Linked DNA regions of Gossypium hirsutum: regions 1 and 3 are each linked to region 2. A link is a contact called in public Hi-C data. All regions are on one chromosome and are shown on one strand. The core of a region is the stretch at or near the end of the contact, and the rest is flanking DNA. Distances in the headings are between cores, read along the strand shown.

Evidence for each region. Hi-C and Micro-C count contacts between places; a contact is called where the count stands out from the background.
Region 1: a contact with region 2 is called in a Hi-C map of leaf, with 2.5 times the contacts expected there. The contact joins the enhancer-like site here to the promoter of LOC107923952 in region 2. A contact is called at or near these places in 2 of 34 Hi-C or Micro-C datasets (both in leaf).
Region 3: a Hi-C map of leaf shows a contact between it and region 2, with 2.0 times the contacts expected there. The contact joins the enhancer-like site here to the promoter of LOC107923952 in region 2. A contact is called at or near these places in 2 of 34 Hi-C or Micro-C datasets (callus and leaf).

Annotation. Positions count from the first base shown.
Region 1 is chrA12:77,690,949-77,695,779 of Gossypium_hirsutum_v2.1, forward strand. It overlaps LOC107921881 (2-oxoglutarate-dependent dioxygenase 21, chloroplastic), which reads right to left. Exons shown (of 3, transcript XM_041084165.1): 1 at 4,829-4,831; 2 at 4,218-4,465; 3 at 2,226-3,858. The coding sequence ends at 3,288. Among protein-coding and RNA genes, the nearest start is that of LOC107921881, 2.6 kb to the right of the region's middle. Within about 2 kb of position 1,948, at least 3 of the 9 cell types and tissues checked have an H3K27ac peak or open chromatin away from gene starts, as enhancers often do. A contact at or near this core is called in leaf, where this site is marked.
Region 2 is chrA12:77,414,397-77,418,780 of Gossypium_hirsutum_v2.1, forward strand. It overlaps LOC107923952 (actin-related protein 2/3 complex subunit 5A), which reads right to left and starts at 2,867. Exons shown (of 4, transcript XM_016854175.2): 1 at 2,632-2,867; 2 at 2,481-2,553; 3 at 2,274-2,374; 4 at 1,047-1,562. The coding sequence starts at 2,732. The coding sequence ends at 1,427.
Region 3 is chrA12:76,940,248-76,945,320 of Gossypium_hirsutum_v2.1, forward strand. No RefSeq gene overlaps it. Among protein-coding and RNA genes, the nearest start is that of LOC107891590, 6.6 kb to the right of the region's middle. Within about 2 kb of position 1,789, at least 2 of the 9 cell types and tissues checked have an H3K27ac peak or open chromatin away from gene starts, as enhancers often do. A contact at or near this core is called in leaf, where this site is marked.

The sequences.
Region 1 (4,831 bases), core at 698-3,197, 280 kb after region 2:
TTCCTCTTCACATACTATATGTATAAATACTCGTTCATTATGCACTTTTACCAGAAGTGAAACCCTCTATCAACTTAAAAGGGCTGTCTGAATTTGGGATGAATGTGGGATTTCTTTCGTTGCATGTTTCCCTTTTAAGGTTTTGTTTTTCACTTTTTTGTGCTTTGTCTGAATTGCACTGGATCTCTTGCATGGATGAACTAATAAATGATCATGATCGGGACATGGTTTCAAGCATGCTTAAATACGTAGTATCCTCTAATCTAAATGGGTAGGAATCGTGTAAAAAAGTTTTTTTCCTTTTAGTTTCAATCATTGCAATTTATTGCTTTATTTTCTGAGACAAATTTATTTGCTGCTAATTTCCCTGTGTCACTCAGGCCAGCTCTATAGAACATGATTCATCATCTTCTATGCTAACTGGACTTGAGAAACCAGGTAACCAAAAACCTTTATCTCCTCCTTATTTTTTTACAGTGGAAGCAACTAAAAGACTGTGAAGGGCGTTCTCTGGTTAAACTAATCCATTTTTATTACAAGGTTTAAAGAATTTGAAGGTTGCTAACGAGGAATGAATCATTTTTTAAGAGTTTTTTCAATCAATGATGCTAAATTATGCTTTAATGTAATAATCCCATTTTATTTTATCTTTTTACTAAAAATAATTCTATTGAAGGGAGCTGTTCTTGAATCACGAAGGTGTTATCTTCTTCTCGGGTCTTGTTTTGTGCCCATAGTATATCTGGTTATATCAGATTTTGTCTCCCAACTTCATAAAGAGACTTAATAAATTCTCGAAATTTGTCGTGGTATCTAATTCACCCAAAATGTTTTAATATTTTAACTTTGGTAAGATTGAAACTCAAACCCTTATACAATATTCGTAAATAAAAATACTACCACTTGACTAGAAGGTAAATCCTGATTGATGAGTTCAACCCCGCAGGCACTATACTATCACTTCTACCATCAACTTACAAGTGAAATTTATGAGCAAGTCATGATGCTGCTGAAGTTAGCATATGATGTGCCAAGTTGGGTTGGTTAATGTTAATGTAAAAAATATTGATCTAATTAAGGTTTTAGTGCCTTTATTATATAAAAATTTTGTATTTAATCCTTTTGATTTAATTAGACCTAACCTAGTACATCTACAGGTCAAAATTGATAACATTTGGTTTTAAAGTAATGAAATGAATTTTTACTATGAGAAATCAACCAAAAAAATCATGTCATTATCTTAATAATGGTTGTTAACAGCGTTATTAATTTGCATATACTAATAACGCTATGAAAAAGGGTCAATGCCATTAATTTTTTGTCCCTCAATTAGGATAACAACAAAATGGTGCTTTGAGTGTAACTTAATTTATGTAAATTTGTATATATTTTTCTTTATCAGCCTGAAATGTAATGTCTCTATAAAATATTTTGGATTTTGGAGTAATTTTATTTGATTAATTGAAAATTGACTGAATTAATCGAAATTATTTTGGTTTTTTTTTTGTTTGGCTAATTCAATTAACAAAATTTCAATTCATTTAAATAAATCAAAATTTCTAATTCATCACTATATAAATAATTTTACATTTTATTGATGAATAAAGTGAGACAACTTTGCAAACTATACTTTAAAAAAAAAAGGGAATAAGTTAATAATTTTTATTATTGGCATTGGCCCCCTCGTTTGAAAAAAGGATGTAGATGCAAAATTGTAAAAGTTGGGAGCCACGGAAGCAAATTTCAGAAAGGAAGCTGACGGAAATGACACGTAAATGTTACGTCATGTTAATTGTAAGCCAGTTTTTCATAATTACGAGAAATTTATCTGGAAAAAAAAATCAAATATTGATCTCCTCATTTTCCTCAACGTGGATCATGCCACATCATCATTCGACACGTGGCGCTTTATTTATGAGCGAAATTCTGTGCTGGGCCCCACACCAAATCTAAACCAGCTATTTTCGATGACTAACGTGTTTACACACGTACTCAAGTACTTGACCGATAACACGTCTCATCGTGTTATGAAATCCATGGAACGTAAAATAATAATATCAATTTAAAAAAAAACGTATGAGCTTAGAAAACAGCTGTTAAAAAAAATGTTATTTTTCCTCCGACTGTACGGACTAAGGAGGAAACGGAGTAAACAGAGAGCTTCGCCGGAATCATAAGGGGGAAAATGGGGGTGATTTTGAGCGCGTTTGATGTATGAGTAAGTGATTTGAATTTTAGACCTCAATTTTTTTTTTGAGTGATTCAACATGTTTTGTAAGTGATTCAGATTAATTTGTTAAGTTGTGGTAAAATTTGGATTAACATGAGAAAAATCCAATCTCCCTAGTGTTTGTTTTAGGCTCGTTTGTGCTTCACATTATGCGATTATATCCTTAATTAGGAGTTTGTGGAAAAGGAATAGTGGAGATGGATTCAGAAAGTAATTAAGTAAACGAGCTGATTGGATTCCAATCAATGGAGAAAAAAAAAACTGAATATGATGAAAATTGGAGATAGAAATATTAGGGTTTTTTTTTTTTTAAATTTTGGGACTAAGATAAGAGTGGCAATTGAACTTCAATTTTAGATTAGGATAGATTATTGAACAATGATTGCTAAAAATGCTGTGAAATAAATCCAAGTGTAAATGAGATGATTTGATATGCTAAGCACTAAAATTATTAATTACATTTATATCTGGACAGCGTTGTTAGAATGCCTTGGGCTTTTGCTTGGTGAAAAAAGGATAGAGAAGGGTAAGAACAGAAAAAGTGTTTAATCCGATGAAAGAAGTTATGGGATCTAACCATTAGATTCAAAGTTTTTGCATCCATACTCAGTTTCTATCCTTCCTACCAAGCAAAGCTTTGAAGGTTGCAATTGAGTCGTGTTATTACTTACCAAGTGTTTAGAATTCAGGAGGCAACACAAATACCGAAAAAGAACTGAATCATTCTTACCTTTCTACTATTGTGCTTGGAATGGAAGAGCCTATTCGAGTACTTTATATAAAATATTTGTTTGTTGATTGGCTCGTGTGTGACTGCTGACTCCAATATTGATGCAAAAACCTGGATAATTTATTGCTTTGACATAAAGATTTCTGCCACTCAAGTTGAGGGAGGTGGGGACACAAACACTTTGCTAGTTTATTCTTAATGGTATTATGTTCTCCTAACCATATGCATAAATACCCGATAACATATTTGATTAAAGCTAAAAGCATTTGTAGGCGTTTTGCCTTTTAAAAAGTCTAATGTATGAGCACAAACTCTGTTGCTTTTCCTTCATACAGACTTCTTAATTGAATCAATGAATCTTTTGTCTGCAATGTCGTTGCTTGAGATGTAATCAAGAAAATCTCTGAAACTGAACTCGTTGTAGGAGACAGGATGTTGCTCATCCACAAGCTCTGGTGCTGGTCCTATTTTCTTGTTTATAGGTAGACTGTGAAGACTTGCTATGGACAACCGCTTGTTCTCCGCGCTTAGAGTCACTTGATGAACAACACTCTTGTACTGTCCATTGCTCATCACTTCTATTTGATCTCCCAATTGGACTAGTAAGGCGCCTTCAACAAATGGAACAGAGAGCCATTTCTTCTTGTTGTCCTGTAGCTGTAGCCCTGGGCCACTCTGAAGCAGGACAGTTAGCGTTCCGTAATCTGAGTGTGGTGGCATACCTAATGTGAGGTCTGGTTCAGGACAAGCTGGATAGCAATTAATGGCCATTAGTTGATTGCCTTCTTCAATTTCCTTCTGTAAGTTGCCAAAGTTCAATCCTAAAGTTTCTAAGATGGCTTCCATCAGTTGCTTGTGTAGCACTTGTACTGCCTTTGCGTAGTTTCCCATTTTATCCCTTAGGGAAAAAATAGTTTAAAGTCAATGCATCACAATAGTTTGAGAATGATTGGAAATGCATAAAAAACGGAAACCATGTGTTGCTTCAACAGAAAAGAAAAAAGACAAAAGGAGAAGCTATAATTTGTCTTTTCTATTTCCTCTTTTGTTGTTTCTTCCTTCTGGAAGATTTGGAAGGCATGCATTATAGTTCTTAGACCTAGAAGCTGCCAATTTTAGCCACATTTAAGACTTATGCTTATGAAGTACCAATCAGAATTGCTCCTCTTGTGTTGTTTCCAATTTTGCCCTTAAGATGGAAGGTAATTGCTTCTAACAAATAATTTAAGAGATCCAAGATAATGATGGCTTGCTTACTTGTAACTTGGAGGATTTGAAGGCCATAGATGGATCCAATCAGAAATAGGGTGGGAGTAATGCTTGATGAAGTCTCTCCAATAGTGAACTTTATCGCTTGCATGATTCAAACTAGTACCATACCTTACGGGGTTATGCACATTATCTGATAATAGAGACATTTTCTCCTCGAGAGACAAGTTGAAAAACTCTGTTGCAGCAGCAAGGGCGTCATGGATGACGGGGAGAGGGATGCAATGGTTAACCACCTAAAAAAAAATGTGCGTGCTTTTATGTGGACAATATTATATTAGCATGCATGAATTATGATGTCTTGCTATTATATGTAATATAAATTGTATTGAAGCTTTTTCAGTAAGCAAGCATCCCCCATATATATGTTGTGCTTTGTTGTCTGGGGTGTCAAGTAGAACATATATGGTATAACTGTAAATTTTCAATTTAAACTCATACACCCACATACATATTGTGTGATTCAGTTGGAATGCTAAACCGATAAACACACAAAATAACATTCATAACATCTATCTAATATATGCTGAAAAAAATACAGTTACACTAATGTAGACTTGGGGCTACAGTAAACTAAACTTGCTAACCCTGAATGATACCTG
Region 2 (4,384 bases), core at 1,617-4,116:
TATATTTAATAATAATTATGTTATTTTATATTTTACAGTATCATATATTATGGTTTGAGTAAATTCATATAAGAATATTAATTATTAAGAATTTTATTAAATTATATATTTTAATTAAAATATATTTAATAATAATTATGTTTAAATATGATTAAATTATTTATTATTGATATTAATCTTATTAAAATTTAAATAAAATAATTTACCAAAACAAATTTCTGCTAATTATTAAGAATTTTATTAAATTATATATTTTAATTAAAATATATTAAATAATAATTATGTTTAAATATGATTAAATTATTTATTTTTGATAATAAATAATCTTATTAAAATTTAAATAACAATAACAATAATCATTTACCAAAACAAATTTATGCTAAGGGTATTCTGGTCATTTTAGTTTTCTCCATTATGCTATTACACCTCTATTACATTCAACCAAACACAGTTTTACTATTACGCCTCTATTCCATTACATTCAACCAAACAGTTGATTTGCTATTACACCTCTATTCCATTACACCTCTAATCCAATCCAATACACCTCTAATCCAATACAGCGAACCAAACGTGCTCTCAATGTGCTAATAACTGCATTAGCAAGTCTTCAATAATGCACTCAGTTTCAACAATGAGCAACTACTTCTCTTTTATCATCATTGGTCCCTACGAAACAACAGTTTCCACTCTATATCTCATGTCTACTCCCTCAGCTCAACTACACCTACTCAAGTTAAGATTTATTGAGTTCTAAATAAGTTTTTGGTTGATTGTCAGGCTATTTTTAGACATCTAGCAATCCACAGGCAAGAAACCAAAAAATATAACCAAGAAACAAAAAAAGAAAGGTAAAAGTACCAAAAAATTTTTTACTAGGAGTTGGATTGTATTTTACCAGTAGAAATGGATGAATCTTTAACAGAAATTGCCAATTTGCTCATTGATCTAACATATATGAATTAATTTGCCTATTTTTAGATAAAAGAGACAAAATACAATTTAACTTATAATACAAAAGCTTCATCGTACTTTTACCAATAAGGAACAGAAAATATGCTCATGTCTAGTATATATAACAATTACAGCTATCTATACTTTTTGAAGTCTTTTGCTTCATATTCGATCTCTCTTTTCATGCAAATTTCATAGCAACCCATAGGTAACAAGATTCTCAAATTAAGATAAAGAGGGAGGGAAAGGGAGAGGGACTGGAAGGTGGTGATAAGATTCTATACCTAAACACCTCCAATTACCCCAAGTAGAAAAGCCAGATAGGAGACCATATAACCCATGTGACCGCAACTCTGATCTGGAAATACGAATCATGGAAGAAAAGCTGTAACATAAAAGCTTCTAAAGCACTTCAATGATTTAAGAACAACAACACTTGAAAACATTTTCCAAAGTGAAGGGCCTATTGGAGTCAAATTGCATTCACAGTATCTGCAAGGGAACGAAGTATGCAGCCCAAACCAGCTCTCTCCGTCAGCTTCTCATGGATCCTAAGGCACTGATCACATGTGGGGCGATCTCCGGTTGACAATCCTCTATACAAATACCTGGAAATAACACAATAATCCTTGCTTATTATTATTTTGCAGTATCAAATACACAAATACTGAGCATGTGTACTTGTCAAGAAAGCAATTGTTTACTTTTACCAGAGCTATAACATTTCACTAGGCAATGTTCAGTAGCGGAACTCAAAGACCTAGTAAAGATAAAGTTTTGTAAGTGTCATCAGCTGAATGAACTTCTAGACCTTTACCAATATTCAATATTGAATATGATTAGTTCTGCAGAATTCAAATCTGATTTTCTTTTTCAACCTCAGGTTCCTACCATTCTAGCCAATATAAGATATCCTGTCACCAATACTCTGAGTTCGCAACAAAGACCAAACTCCTACAGAAAGAAGACTTTAAACCCAATAAACTGTTATATCTGTAATAAACCAAGTCCAAGTAACATTGTTCCCTACCAAACTCCTTATCAGAACAATTACAGTAAAAATGTTAAAAACCATAGCACCAGCACCAACTATGAAAATTCAGCTCTAAAGGGTATGAAATTGGACTCATATTATCAGCAATAAGAATGACAATAACATAAAGCTACAAACATGGAATATAAAATAATCTATTAGGAAGAGATCATAATACTAATATGCATAATTGAGAATAAAACTAGCTCGCCCTAATTTAAATTTTCTAATTTTGAGATACAATACAATCAAAACAAGGAATACCCAAAAAAAAAAAAAACCTCACTTCATAAGGATATCATAGTACTCAGGATCCAAAGAAGAGAACATTCCTTCGACATCTTTTATAGCCATTAGCGCTCTATGCACAACTATCCAATTCGCTGACTGCAAATCCCCAAATCCAAAATTAAAAAGAAAAGAAGAAGAAGAAATGCTTAATGTTTTATATAATTGAATAAAAAGAAATTGAACATTTTTTGGGGTCCAAAACCTTGCATCGCTCGTCACGTATCATATGAGAAGATCCCTCGAGCGCAGTTTTAAGAGCTTCAACGGGCTTATTCCTGAGATAGGAAGAAATTAATTTCAATTAATTAAGGGTTTTTTTCAAAAGAGATTTTAAATGGATTAAAAATACTTACTGTTTAAGTAAGCTCTCGATCTTCCTGGATTTGTGCTCGATTCTTGTTATTATGGCTTCCGCATTATCAGCTTCCACGAATTTCTCAGCTGCTGCCATCATCGCTAATTCACTAACTCCTCGGATCCAAAATCAGAGTTCCAGTAAGAAAGCCTTTTTGTCCTCCTAAACAGCGTCGTTTTAAACTTTCTACACGAAAGTAAATGGTTAAACTACACAGTTAGTCCACCAACTATTACTAATTTTTTTTAGTCATCTAATTATAAAAAGTTATAAAATCATCACCAAACTATTCGATTTTTTTTTTCACTTGCTTGTGGGAAGATGATGTGTCTAGGAGTGAGCGTTCGATCGAATCAAATGGAATAGAGTGAAAATTTTTGAGTTAATCTAACTGATGAATCCTATTTTATCATCTTAACTTGATTTGAAATTTTCTCAAATCGAGTTGAGTGAGATGGAATTCAAATTGAATATATTTTTCGAGTTAAATTTAAAAAATAACTTTGGATCCTTGTAGCCACTTTCACCCATCATAATTAAATTTGCTCACTGGAATTAAATTTGTTATTAACTTCCATCTCCTTATAATTTATTTATTAATCTTTAATGTACATAATAGCTTATTTGCTTGCTTAGTTGCTTCAATTATCTTCTAATTCTTCTCACATTGTATTTTGAAATTAAAAATATATATTAAAGGTAAAAAATGATTTTTTTAATAAAAGTTATTTTAAAGATAAAATGACAAATTGATACTTATAGAAAATTTTAACACCTATATTTTATGTCATAATCAATAATTTAATTTTAACGAAAATTGATAAAAATTCAACATTATTAAACAGTTTAATAATATAAATAATATAAAGTGTGGAATTTATTCAATAATATAAATAGTAGACATAAGTTCAAAAAAAATTTTGAGGTTTGGGAGAGGTAAAAGTTTTAGGAGAAAGCAAAAAAGAAAAAAAAATTGAGGGTTTGGAGAAGTAAAAGTTTTGAGAAAAAAATAAAAGAAAAATATTTTTAAGGGTTTGGGGAATAAAAGTTTCGGGGAAAATAAATGGAAAAATGTTTTTGGGAGTTTGCGAGGAAGTAATTTTTTTTTAGGAAAGTAAAAGTGTTTGGGGGGGGGGGTTGGATGAAGAGGAGAAGAATGATTTAATATTTGACTTATTCGAATTATTTGAGTTATTTGAATTCAAAAATTTAACTTAATTATAACTCAAAATTTGAAAAAGAAAGAGTTAATTAAAAATTTAATTTTTTTCGAGTTAAATTAAATTTTACTTACCCTAAATATGGTAGCTTTTAAAATTGACATAATAATAACCTTAACATTTATATATTATATTAATTTAGTTTTGATTCTAAAAAGTTTAACCTCAATCAAATTAAACTTGATTGATAACTCAAACTATTCAATCTCAAGCTTGACTAAATAATCATCAAATTGAATTCAAATATTGTTTAAATGAAATTCAAATAATTTATGAGTACCTTTGTTTTATTAACCTCTATTTAGACAGTTTATTTTGATATTTATTATGAAAAAAATAATTTAACAATGTTTTATTGTTTTTATTGAATTGGATTGGAATTGATACTAAATTAAATAGATTATATTATTTATAGGAAATTCAATCTAGTAAAATTTATAAATTTAAAAAATTTCAACTATAAATAATAAAAACAATCATATCTTAATTTTATAAATAAAAATTATAATAATATAACCAAAATTCAGAAAT
Region 3 (5,073 bases), core at 539-3,038, 480 kb before region 2:
AAATTCAGGCTCCAAATCACAGCCGGGCCACACAATTTGCAAATCAATCCCCATTCTTTCATGTGATCCACAATTTTTGCTGATATCATATCTTGATTTTTCTTTTGAACGAGATGTCATATCTTGATTCAAAATTATTGCACCTATTACACTAACTATGCAATCAAAGTACAAACACATAGATACCTTAAATGAGTAAAATCAAACTATTATAGCACAGTTAGATATAAACATGTTAAAACATGTAGAATTAAATTATCACAGTACAAATAAATAAAGATTAAAAAATTTTAGATGAAATCAACTAACTGGACTAAAACCCACAAATGACATCAGCATGTTGTGAGACTTTAAAACCCATACAGTCTTTTAAATTGTTGATTTTGCCGCAAAATAGAAAATGGGAAAAAGTTGCTTGTTAGATATTATTACTATCCTTATACAATATAAATTAATTAAATATAATAGTAATTGTTATTATCTAAATAATAACACTTGTTATAGTATATGAATGCTTTACTTTTCAATATCATATTTAATATGAACATTTTAATTTCAATCATAATAATGTCAAACACTTGAAATTAACAAAATTACATTTTTTAAAAGCATTTCGAAACCACAAAACAACAATGTTGATCAATTGGCACTTCGTACTTGAGTTTAGCATTTTTTTTATAATATGATACTTTTATTTATTTATTTTGCAAAAGCTATACATTTTGGTATCTAAAAGTAACAGTGTTAACTTTCTAATATTTAATTCTAGTTTTAAGGTTACTTTAATGAAAGTTAATCTCTAATTAAACAAAGCCTTCAAACTATATTTAACAAATTAAGTAAATTCGCAATTGATACTAAATTTATTTTATTAACAAAACCATCAAAATCCAGACCTAATAATATCAGCAATTAATCAAATCAACTTTAAAATTTAAATTAAACAAAAAAAAATTAATTTTATTACTTTTAAATACAAAAATATATAACTTTTGTTAAATATAAATATCACATTAGAAATAGGCTGTTTGTTTCGTCTTCCAGAAGGAAAATTTGTGGGGTTTTGAGCTTACTATATTTTGGGTGATTTTGCACAACAAAATATAGCATCTCATCAACCTTAGTCCAAATGGGGGCATCACATGTTCACAATAAATGGGGCATCAATGCCAAGTTGAATATTTATCTAACCCCAAAGAGATAAACATGTACCATGATCCCATAAAAAAATTAATGTCCGACAATAAAATTAATAACTTTCTATTAAATTTAAATATATGGCATTCTAATATTCAAAGTTATGTGTTAAAAAGTTTTAAATTGATAATATCATTAATGATCTTTTGTTAATTTAAGCATGTGTCATTCTAATATTCAAATGTTTAATGTTAAAATTTTAATTGATAACAAATGTTTGAATTTAACATAAATTTTTTTAAATCACATAATTCCAAAAAGGTGTATTGTAATTACCAAAGAGCTGAGGTCAGTGCTTGTGTAACACCAAAAAATTGACATTTATCAATAGGCTACGTTGAATGTGATCTTCCAATGACGAGATTCCTTTTGGATAATTTAAGGAACAAAAGCCAATATGCTAAAATCCAAATTCAATAAAGCCATTTTGATGATGACCAACTCTACAAAAAAAAAAAAGCCATTAATGCTAAAACAAAAATGGTCCACCGGCATTTGCTGAGAATTATAACAAAGCTTTCAATTGGCTCACGGTATTAGATCCAACACTTACAAGCCCAAGTTTGCAATTTGACCTATTGGGGAATGTGACTGGCAAGACTTGAACTTTGGCATTTGGGCGCCGACTAAGAACTTTAACCACTTGCTCCATCGGGTGGTCTTGAATTGTTGCATCAAACAAATGCAACCCCACCCCATTAACTTGGCTGAAATGCTTTGATTTTCTGCCTTGCCAATTTTCCATCAATTAGCCTAAGGAAGATCCATGAAGTTGGGACCAAATTAGAATTAGAAACCAAATATGCGCATAAGATTAAGAAAGTTAAACAACTTATATTCTCCAAATAGGAGAAAATGATCAGTGGATACTTGATGTTCTTTTGCTTTCAAAGTTCAAGGTTCTAAAATTTCATTGAAAAGCATTTGATTCCCATGCCATCTATTTCCCCTTTTTCTTTTTTCCCTTCACTTTGTTCTACTTTTCAATGGATTTATATGGCAAAGGCCTAAGGGAATCGGAGTCACTCAAAAAAGGATATATAATCTTTCTATTTCAAGGCCTACCGACCCTTCAATTTCAATAATAAAACCCATATGGTTTCTCAATTTTAGTCTGGCCCAAGGCTAAACAACATTTATCAAACAAAAAGGGTTTAGTTGCATCAGACATCTTAAATTAGTCTCCAAACTTCAAAACGTTCCAATTAAACTTTTGAAGTATCAATATTATATCAATCAGGTCATTTCCTTAATCGTCAACTTGGGTATTAAACGTTAGCTCAAACCTAACATGGAGCATATTTAAAATATATTGATCAAATTTTTAACACGTTTGTACCTATAGAGGATTCTTTTGTTAAAGTAAGGAGACTTCACACAGATACGGTGGAGAGAAAGATTTGAGCAGAATCAAAAAACAAATAGTTGTGGTGATGAAAGCAATAGGCAACTAAAGAAAAGTAATAGTTACTATAGTTGTTGTGATTGTTTAGAGAAAATTATAGAGAATTTAGAGTACGCTTAAGTTTGCCAAAATATCAAAAAATCCCAAATGAAATGTTCAAGCCTCTATTTTTAAGCCCTAGAAGGAAGTTATTAACGAATGGTTACAGAAAAAAGTAAGAGTTAACATGCTAAAGTACTAGATAATGGGATTGAAAGAAATCAGTGAATGTATTTCTAAGAAAGAGGGCAATTAAAAATATCAGGCGAAAGTTACACTCACGTATCATTTTTGGTAAGTAAAATGTTACTTGTATGATCAAATACAAGTGTACTCTCTATTTACCAAAAGGGAAAGCACTTGTATTTCATGAAAAGGTTAAGAAGTATACTCCTTAAAAATGTCCGCATTTTGAACCTCCAAGATATCTCAAAAATGGAGCAACCTAAGAACCTTCTTTCCCATGTTAGTTCTACAACCTTTGCTTAGTTGTATGTCTTCCTCCACTTTTAATTAAGTAATATGAAGTATGAAACTACCAGGGAGCTTTTCACATTGTGGAGTGAGAGCGTTGTTAACAGGGAGACACCTTGCAAGGAATTATACTTCCTAGGCCTACTGCCAATAGTGGTGGAGCCAACAAGAGACCTAGGGGTGGCCTCTCTGGATTTAAGATTTTTCAGTTTTCCTCTTTATATACATACTATACCCCTCCCAAAGATAGAAGTTGGCTCCTCCAATATTTTTATAGTATTAAAAACAATATTAATAAATTTATTCTTGTTAAAAACAAAGAAAAAATTATTTTGAAAAAACCAAATTTGAGGAGTAAAAATTGGAGTATGAAAAGAGCCACTACTTTCCTCATCTCTCCTCCTTGTAAAAATTGGAATAGAAAAAAAATTTTAGGTAACACATCTAATTTTAGTTCGGCCTTCTTAAAATTAACATCCTGACTCCACCACTGACTGCCAATAGAAGTGTTAGTAACAAAAAAAAGAGCATTTACAATCCTAGCACATAGACAATTGTTCATTCAGTAAGCATATGCGTATTAATTTTTTTTAGGTATCATTCATGTTCGTTTTATAATTTATGTTCGGAAATTCGAAATTATCCCTCTTAACAATGCTGTCTTCAAAATTTGCATCTCCCCTTAAGAGAGTAATATACATTACCTCTACATTCATTACTAATTGATAAAATAATATTATCGACGCATTTTAGATATACTCCACGTAAAATTCAAGCTATTTTTCAAAAAATTATTGTTGAAACATTTATCATTCCTTTCATTATCATTTCATAAATCAGAGTTGATAGGCAACAAAAACAAAACCCTAATTATTTAAGGTGGTTTAGATTTTGTACATAAAAGCATGTGGCCATCTCATCGTCCAAGCGTTTCGTTCCCCAATCATACACTCTTTTATATATATCTCTTCATTAAATACAATGTGGCTGCACCTGCCCTTTCACATTCAATTAAGGATGCTGCTGCAAATAGCTTAAACGTGAAAGCCCCTTTGAGGTCTCTTTCCACATTTGGCTGCAACGAAACAACCAATTGCTTTTATCTGCTTTGATAAAATTTCCCTATAAGGCTCATAAATATATTGTTTATTTCAAACAAGTCCACTTTGAATTTTCATGTAATCATTGTCAAACTATAAATATGTAGGTAAAAGTATCATGGAAGCCCTTGTACTAAGAGTCAGATTGCATTTTGCCCCTTCTACTAAAAGAATGAGCAAAGTAGTTTCTATACATCAAATCAAAGAGCAAATTGGTGCTTCTGTTAAAAATTTTATTTATTTTTACTATTAAAAATTAGTCTATGTACATTAGAATGAGCTACAGGTGGGACACACCGTGTAACTTTATGGTTAAGTCACATTAATTTTTAATAGTAGAAATGGATGAAATTTTGAAGAAAAAAAACTAGTTTACTCTTTAATCTAACATACAGAGACTAATTTGCTCAATTTTTGAATAAAGGAAGGAAAACTGCAATCTAACTTCTAATATAAAGGCTCTATGGAACTTTTATCAAATATATATGTATATTGATTAGGAAATCATGTACCAATCAATAGGACAATCTAATTAGGAATTTCATATCTTTACGTTATTGAAATTAAGGAATTAGTTTTTTTATTTTAATTTATCAAAATTTGGTTAATTAGTGTATTTTATAAAAACCGAAAAGTTGGTACAATTGAATAATACTCTCAAACCTTGTCGTTAATAGTTGACTTAAAACTGGTAACTTTATATATATATATGCATTCAAGTATTTAGTAAAAACCAACAATTTAGACAATTCTTATGCTACAAACTAACAAAAATTTGATCGAATTTTAACACAATTAGCATTGTTGTTATTATAGTAATTTGGAACACATGAACTCAAACACACTTAAGCGCATTTT